Regions from separate parts of the Macaca mulatta genome. Here region 2 is linked to region 1. The links are chromatin contacts, called in public Hi-C maps. All regions are on one chromosome and are shown on one strand. Each heading gives the region's core, a stretch centred on a gene start, on an enhancer-like site or on the middle of the called end of the contact. The rest is flanking DNA. Distances are from core to core; before and after follow the strand shown. Region 1 overlaps LOC107000841 (a long non-coding RNA gene). Region 2 has its middle 160 kb from the start of SLC38A4.

The links. Hi-C and Micro-C count contacts between places; a contact is called where the count stands out from the background.
Region 2: a contact with region 1 is called in a Hi-C map of blood, with 2.6 times the contacts expected there. The contact joins two enhancer-like sites. A contact is called at or near these places in 3 of 14 Hi-C or Micro-C datasets (blood, cortical neurons and liver).

The regions. Positions count from the first base shown.
Region 1 is chr11:53,524,966-53,529,294 of T2T-MMU8v2.0, forward strand. All of the region lies in intron 1 of LOC107000841 (a long non-coding RNA gene), which reads right to left. Among named protein-coding and RNA genes, the nearest start is that of SLC38A2, 84 kb to the left of the region's middle. Within about 2 kb of position 2,021, at least 7 of the 40 cell types and tissues checked have an H3K27ac peak or open chromatin away from gene starts, as enhancers often do. A contact at or near this core is called in blood, where this site is marked.
Region 2 is chr11:53,726,594-53,730,922 of T2T-MMU8v2.0, forward strand. No RefSeq gene overlaps it. Among named protein-coding and RNA genes, the nearest start is that of SLC38A4, 160 kb to the right of the region's middle. Within about 2 kb of position 2,033, at least 8 of the 40 cell types and tissues checked have an H3K27ac peak or open chromatin away from gene starts, as enhancers often do. A contact at or near this core is called in blood, where this site is marked.

The DNA.
Region 1 (4,329 bases), core at 771-3,270:
TATCCTTTTGTTATTGATGTTTTAAAACATTTAAGTATTTTGACCTGAATGCTGAAGAACAAAGACAATTGTTCAACTAAAAAGGCAGAATGTAAATATTTATTTAGCTTAGGTATTCTCAGAGCATCTATTTTCACAATCAAAATACTTCCTCGCAAATATTTGAGAAAGAGTTATAATACGGCTCTTTGAAAAGCGTGGGAAATTAAGGATGAAATAAAAACGTGACTATAGACTTCCTTCCTCAATTTTGAGTAAGATTTCAGTGAGGTTCTCTTATAATTGGATGTTGATTTTATTAGCTTTTTGTGTGACTTCATACTGCTTACATTTGAAAATGTTAATTGCATTTAATAGATACATGGTTTACAGTGAATTAAGTGAAATATTGAAAAACAATTCTTAGAAAATAAAAAAAAATGTTGCTTTCCATTTTATTCCTTTTTGATTTATTTATTCCCAGGTTCTGCAGATTAATTTAACTTTCATAATTTTGTTTGCTACATATTCTTTTTTTTTTTTTGGAGACGGAGTCTCACTCTGTTGCCCAGGCTGGAGTGCAGTGGCGCTATCTCTGCTCACTGCAACATCTGCCTCTCTGGTTGAAGCAATTCTCCTGCCTCAACCCCCCGAGTAGCTGGGATTGCAGGCACATGATGCCATGCCCAGCTAATTTTTTGTATTTTAGTAGAGATGGGGTTTCACCATGTTGCCCAGGCTGGTCTTGAACTCCTGAGCTTAGGCAGTCCACCTGCCTCGGCCTCCCAAAGTGCTAGGATTACAGTTGTGAGCCACCACGCCCAGGCACTAGTTATTCACTTTCTTGTTTGAACTTTTGATCATTTATTCCTTTATTTGGCTGCCCATTCATTTGTTAATACACTTGTGAAATATTCAATGACCTAATAATTTGTGCCAGTCACCATTCTAGGTACAATTACATTTCATTAGTATAAAGGCATACATTTCATTTAGGCATATTTCTTTTATATTTGGCAAATTAATTTGTTTTGAAGCACATTGTAAACACTAGAAAGAAATTGATGTGACTTAGTATGGTAATAAGGGAATGTCTGCAATTCAGGTTTTTGACCAGGTCAGCAGTAATGATAACGGCTTACACCAACAGAACCCTGCCATGTACCAGGTGCTATTCCAAGTGCTTTTCATGAATAAATGAGTTGAATCCTTAAAATAACTGAAGATTAAAATAAGAGAGGAGGAAACTGAAGCAGATACCTCACTTTAAGTGATGCTGTTAAAGTTACAGAGCCTAATAAATGCTGGTGCCAAAAGGACAATATTACAAATGTCAAAGTGTTTTTGTGAGGATTAAAATAAGAAAGTCGTGCAAAGTGTTTATAACTCAATAATCAGTAGGGAAAAAAACCCAGATCATAGAATAATTGTTTTTGTGATTGCACCAAGTGACTCATTTAAAATGCAGTCTCTAGGGTGGACTTAACTCGGTCACCTACTAGCTGTGTGACCCTTCAAAAATTGTTTTACTTCTCTGTGCCTCAGTTTCCCATCTGTAAAATGAGCATAATTCCTGCATGATCTAAGTAGGTAACTATGAGGCTGTAGTCTAGGAGATACGGACTTGACAGTGTGTCGCAGGCCATGAAGAACTCCGGGAGCGTAGGAATTTTGCAGCAGTGTCTTTTTAAATGGTCCTACCTGCTGGTAGGACACCCGCCTTTTAAAAGATGGATAGCCTAAATAGTACACAAATCAACTTTTACCTCACTAGCATTTTTTTTTCCCACTAAACACTTCTGGGTTCTTGGTAATTCTTTTGTAAACCACTTCCTCTTGTTGAAATCTTGAACTAGTTTTGATATAGAAACTAGCTGTTGGGGTGATAGCACATGAGCCAGTTTATTAAAATCAGCACCTGGTCTTTGGAGAATGGTGGTCTCTTCTGATTCTTTGTCCTGGATTACAACTCCATCTTGCCACCCAATCCCATCATAGAAACTCATCCTTAAATACTCTTAATTGACCACATCTCTCTGCTCTGTAATTCTAGCTTGCAAAATAAGCTCTCCTAAATATATCATCTGATGACTATTCCAGTTTGCTGTGCTTTCTATTTTTTACATCTTGTGTTATTTGAAGACGTTTATATTTACCTAATCACCCTAGAAGCCCCAGGGGAAAGCAGGATGCCATGAGGCTCCAAGCACGCTGACTGTCTGCATTCATTGGCCAGAAGGAACCGTATTCACTCCTCTTTGGTTTTCACACAAGTCACTACTTTCTTGACTCAACCACACATCCCTTCCTTTGTTATGCTTGTATCTGAGTCATTGCTGCTGCTGATAACCAAATGCTCTTTTGCCATGTTCTTTTCTTTTTTCTACTATTTGGAAAGTCTAATGACTTGCTCCTTTTCTGTCCCCTACAGAGAGTGCAGTGGCTCATGCCTGTAATCTCAACACGTTGGGAGGCTGAGGTGGGCAGATCACATAAGGCCACGAGATCGAGACCAGCCTGGCAAAACTCCATCTCTATTAAAAATACAAAAATGAACTGGACATGGTGGCATGCACCTGTGGTTCTGGCTACTTGGGAGGCTGAGGCAGGAGAATCGCTTGAACCTGGCAAGTGGAAGTTACAGTGAGCTGGGATCACACTACAGTACTTCAGCTGGGGTGACAGAACAAGACTGTGTCTTAAAAAAATAAATAAAAACTAATAGTAAGTTGACTTTCTATTACTGTGGATTTAATTAGTACAATTAGTGTGTTTTCTATGCGGAAGGGGGATGGAGGAGGGAGGAAAGAAGCTGTTATTATAAAACTGTAGTATATGTTTTAAAAAGTTATAATTTTTATCTTTTTTTATTCTTAGAAGCAATATATCTCACACTTCAGGGCTAAAATGTACTTCTCTTCCTCTTCTAAAATCCTGGATACAAATCCTTGGTTTTAAGTTCTCTTTTCCATTCCAGGACACTTTGCAGCCAAAAGTGGAGGTTGAGCTGATCAGGATGGGTTAGGCAACCCTTGTTGTTGAAGGAAGATTTTGGTGGAAGGATCCCATCCCAGTCCCTCCCCTCCCCTCTTCTTCCTCTTCCTCCCCCTTATGATTTTCTGAGCTCTTCAAACACTTTGTCCCTGGGATCACCCTCGCCTCGGGGATGGAGCGCTCCAATGTGGCACCCTTATACCTTGCAAGTGCCTTCAGCAGTGCTTCTGTCAGCCTTGGATGGTGTAATCCGGAGCTGGAGGTCTCTAAGCAGTCAGGCTGCTGCGAGCATGATATTTTGGTGTGTTTGCACCAGCTTCCTGTTGCAGAATTTGGGAAGTGAATCTGGTAACTGCCTGAACAGAAACACTTCCCCTTACTTTCTATATCAAAAAGAAGTTATGAAGTTACCTGACATTGGTGTCTCTTTTTAGGAGTAAGTACAAAGCATTGTGTTTTAAGGAGACTACATAAATAGGGAAAGAACCTCAGCTTCAGCTAAAATAGGTCACACAATTTCTTTTAGCCTCAGTTTCCTCTTCTGTAAGATGAAGCGATACTATGCCCCTTGCATTGGTTGCTATGAGAAGGCAATGAGATGACTTAAATGAAGTGCTAGGTACCTTGGCGGGGGGCACTCAATAAGTGGTAGCCATTTCTCTTTTGGAGAATAGGTTCTGTTTTGTATAAATGTTGTGGACTCTGTCTTCTGAAGTTTGTTTTGTGAGTTGCAGTCATGTGCTTCATATTTCCACGGTAACCCTTGTACTCTGTGTCGGTGTTTATACCCACTTTTGCCAGTGGAGTGAGAGCTCCTGCAGGAAAGAAAGGCATAGTGTGTTTGCTGATCTATGTGCTGGGGTAGAGCGGCGTGGAAGGAAGGGCCAAAGAGCTCAGGCTGGAGCCAGGCTGTCTGAGTTTAAATGCTGCTGCTAAGTTGGTAGCTGTGTAAACTCAGGCAAGTTACTCACCTTCTCTGTGTTTCAGTTTCATCATCTGTAGAATAGAGACACTACTGTATACTACCTCATAGAGAGGTTGTAAGAATTAAATGAAAAAATTCACAGATATATGTAAAATGCTTAAAACAGCATCTGGCTCAGGGTATGTATACTGTTACTATTTACAGCATACATCAGACTCACCATATGGTGAGTGCTCCCTAAATGCAAGCTTGCAAATGAGTGGGAAGTAGAGCATCCCTCTTTCTCTGTGTTCTATAGGGATCCCAAATGGAAGTGTGAACTACACGTGCTTATAAGAGATAGAATATCAAGAATATCAAGTAGAATTTAGATTCCTGTATATGGGAGAATATTCCTCTTCTGCTGGACTCTCTATTTCTGTTTCTGCTGC
Region 2 (4,329 bases), core at 783-3,282, 200 kb after region 1:
TGTCATAAAATGTCATTTGTAGCATGAACCAAATATAGAAACTCTGTCCCTTTGCAAAGAGAACTGCCTGTTAAGTGATGACCAGTCAGCCTTACTTGATGACTCAGTACAGTGAGAGACAATCATTAGAGCTGTTAGCTGTTACACTACGCAGAATAAACAGAAAACGGGCAAAATAGGGTCAAGTAGAATTGTCAACTTTTGCCTTTCAGAATCATTAAAGGGAAAACTAGGGCTGAGTGGGTTAGTTGTTTGAGTTATTCCATCAATCCGAAATTAGAATTACCTTCATACCTTCCTTGCCTTTCCAAACTTCTGGGCCACATCACCGAGAGTGGCCAGGACTCAGCTGATCTGCAGCAGGGAACCGCCCCCAGTCTGTGGCTACTGCTACACTTGGGCTGAAACTGGACATAAGGCCATTTCATACACTTTCAGATGTTTGTGTTTTGTCTTTGCAACATGATAAATATGATTAAAATAATATAATTTTTAATACTGTAGCTTATTGAATGATAAAATGTGAGCCTCGCTGCTTTTTTAGCTATCCTTTTGGACACAGCTACTACAAGAAGAGACAATACTGGCAAACCAGGGGTTAAGGTACCACAAGGAGGCAGCAATTTTCTCTCACCTCATGAGGAGGAAAAGACTCAGTAATGGTTTTTACTTCCCTCCCCGATGTATTAGATTTCACGGGAAATTTAACATGGTATGTCTTTTGTATCAAATCACAGAATGAGGGCTTTTCACTGTGAGGAAATCCTATACACTAAAAAGGAATTTAGCAATTAGTAGGGTAAAATTCACACAAGCAAAAGTTTTATTACTTTACAAAAGGCTCTTTTAGTGAGCCAATCCCAGTGCTTTAAAAAGAACATGTTAAGTGAGGAGCATAAGCCAGTTTCCTGAGTAATGACTTCAGTTAAATTGACACACACATAGCCAAATGTTCTTTGTGCCTGGCAGGACCCAGGAGAAATCACCTAATTTATAATTATAATGCCCATGTGCGCTGGCATCAAAATTTCCATCCCACTTGGATGCAAAATTGTACTTTAGTGCTCAAAAAGTTTTTTTTTTTTTTTTTTTTTTTTCTTAACTACCTCTATGCCTTTGGATAAGGGACTCTTGTAGCTAACACCTTTTTATTTATGAGAAAGATATTTGCAAGTCTTTTATTTTTTGTTTAATTTAGTTTTTACCAGAAAATAAGGGGCCGTGTACAGCATATTCCTGGAGACTAAATTAACTAATAGGGTTTAACTATCGGTTGAGTGTTCTGAGAAAATGTTTGGAAAATGAACTTATAAACAGAAGGCCAGTGTTCAGGGTCCCTAGAGAAACAATAATGGGTCCTGCTCACTGAACATTTTGTGCCTCAGAGTGGGCCAAAGGTGAGAGAAGAGGGACAGAAAGTGACTAAGTGTGTGGAGAAGTTGGAGTGGTGCTTTTACCAATGGGTGTGCTCAGGATTTTTTTAGACAATGATATGTGCGAGTCATTATTTAGAACAATGTATGAAAGCGTATAGTAAACTTATTTGTGGATGATTGGAGCTGGCTATTAAGGGAAATACAGAACTGGTTTTCCAAATGCCTTGCAGACTGCCGGACACTGGAATGCGGTTTGCAAGTTGCTCACAAGCGCTACTACCTAATTGGAGCTCTGTGTATCTCTGAGCTTACAACCCTGGGAGACTTTTAAAAAACTGTTGTCGTTAGAACCTTCTATTTTGAACAAACGGGCTAGTAAGAACAAAACTAGAAGTGTCTCTTGTACAAAAAAGAGAAGACTTAGCTTAGAAAACCTGAACACACTTTAAAAAAAAATACCAGGAGGCTTTTATTTTTAGATTTTACTTTTGTGTTACACATATATGTCATTTCCCACCTAAAGTGATCAGGAAGGAGTCTGAAGAATGAAGATAATTTTTAAATAACAAGTATTCTAATATTTGTTTATTCTGTGCCCAGGAAGCAGAGAGAACAACAAATGTGGTCCCTGTATTTTGTCTTTTTCATACTCTTTGCCCTGTGACTTCCTTTCTACTTCCTTATTTAGTCTGAATTTTAACGTGCAATATTCAAGTGGGCTTATAATGCTCATTTCCTTTCAATGAGATTTTCCAGTAAATGTACTGACTCCGCTGTTCACAGGAAATCACCCAGTTGGTGAGCACGTGTATAACTTTACCTTGATCTATAACCCGGGGTATCTGCCTGTCTCCGTGGCAGGATCCACCTCCTCTGCTGACAGGCTCTGTCTCTCTGTTTCTGCATTCATATTAAACACACAGAAGCAACATTTTTCCTTTTAGAAGACATTAATTGAACAACTGATATGTAATTTTCCTTCTTGCAAAAATAGATTATAACTATTGTTTAGAATAGAAAACTAGTAGAAAAATTTTTGGAATTATAACATAGACACATTTTTAAATAGTCAGAGAAGACAAAACAGTCACAGAGAGAAGATAAGAGTAATTCCACAGAGTTTGCCTGGGAGGGGAATGGGTCTTGGAAGGAAGTCTTTAGAAGAAATATTTGCTGCCAAAGAGACTACTTAAAGAAAGGGCTCACCAAGGCTTAGAAATGAGAGAGAGAGGGCAAGAGAGAGAATACTCCACCCATCGGCAAGCAAGGAGGCAGATACCAACTTGCCCTGAGAATCAAGACAGCCTTGTCTGTACAGAATAAGCACAAATACTTCTCATGTAAAGGTATTTTCTAAGATGAATTTTTTAAAGGTAAAATGTTAAGATAGTATATGTCTCAAGAGTTTCTAAACACAATTAAGCATGAAGTAATCACAAACTCATCAGTTTATGCCCCTCTGTCATCATCATTATGAACATCTCCTTTCACTCTCAAAAATGGCTCTGACTGCATAATAAATGATACGGTTGTGCTGATCAGGAGGAGCGTTTGGAAACGGGACCTTTATTGAATGAAGTGTTACATCATAGAGTCCTATCTTTGCCGTTAAAGATTTCGAAATCTCAAGCTGAAAACTCTGAAATAATATTCAGTGTAGAGGGAGGGTGAATGTTTCTGTCTTGTGTTAAAGAAATATGCAAGGGGTGGCCTCAAGTTCTCATTTCTGACTTCCTTTTCTGGTAATGCCGGCCGGAGCGTTTCCAAGAAGTTTAATCTTCCTTTGTACAGGATTAAGAAAGGAACAAGGGACAGGATTTTTTTTTAAACAATGATATGTGCAAGTCATTATTTAGAACATGACAAATGTACAGACATATCTTTCACATGAGCAAGGCAAATACAACTCACTTGGATTTTCCTGCTAAACGTATACAATGGGCTGCCAGAAGTTTCAGTCCTAGGAAAGTAGGAAAAACACCAAGGGAGGTCTCTGACCATTTGATTAAGTCTAGAAACTGCCATTGATAGAAAATTCAGCAGAGAGATTCTTATCTTTCTGTGGTTGTTATAACAATGAAACACATATGTAAATACTGATGTTGCTACCTAACCACAGCATTGAAATAGAATTCTTTCCTTATAGCCTTGGACTGCTTGGTCATCCTGAGAGAGTGCCCCTCTCTCAAATGTTCCCTCTACAACAGTGAGACTGTGATGAGAACAAATGCAGTTCAACAATCCGTCCAGGAGGGAGAAGCCAGGAGCTCCAATACTGACTGGTGTATGGATCTTCTTCAGTCTGATTCTTTCTAAGTTTCTTGCTAGTTCAGTGTCCCCTAGTGGTAACTGGCCTCATTAATGAACAGGCTGGTCACAGGAAATAGACTGGTAGACCTGTATAATCATGGTCTCGTTCATTAGTGTTTTATAATGAACATAAATTCTTAGGACCTACTAAGTACCAGGTAGTATGTCTTCTCATCAACCCTCTGAGTAGCAAATTAGCAACATCTAAAATAAGAAACAGAGGTTCTTACCTACAGACATAAGAAAACGGAGGTTCAAGGAGCCTAACGTGGCACAGCCAAAGATTGGTATGTTGTAAGAGTCAGAGCCAGGATTTGAAACTAGGATGTTTGACCCTTAGTCCTAATGTTGTTGTTGTTCTATTTGTTGATTTTTAACTGTATTCTCATGTTTCATGGTCCAAGATGACAGACATTTTCTAGATACAAATGCAGCATAGTGGCAATTAGGAGAGGAGGCTCAAGATCACTGAATCTCTCCTGCCTCACCTTTGCTGCCTCTGAACTTTCTGACTTTGTGAGGGTTGGGAGGGCACAGGGTAGAATGAACAAAGAACGGGCCTTATGTGGGCGCACCCAGGTTTACATCCTAGCTCCACCACTCCACCATTCACTCAGTAAATATCTATGGAGTACTAACCATA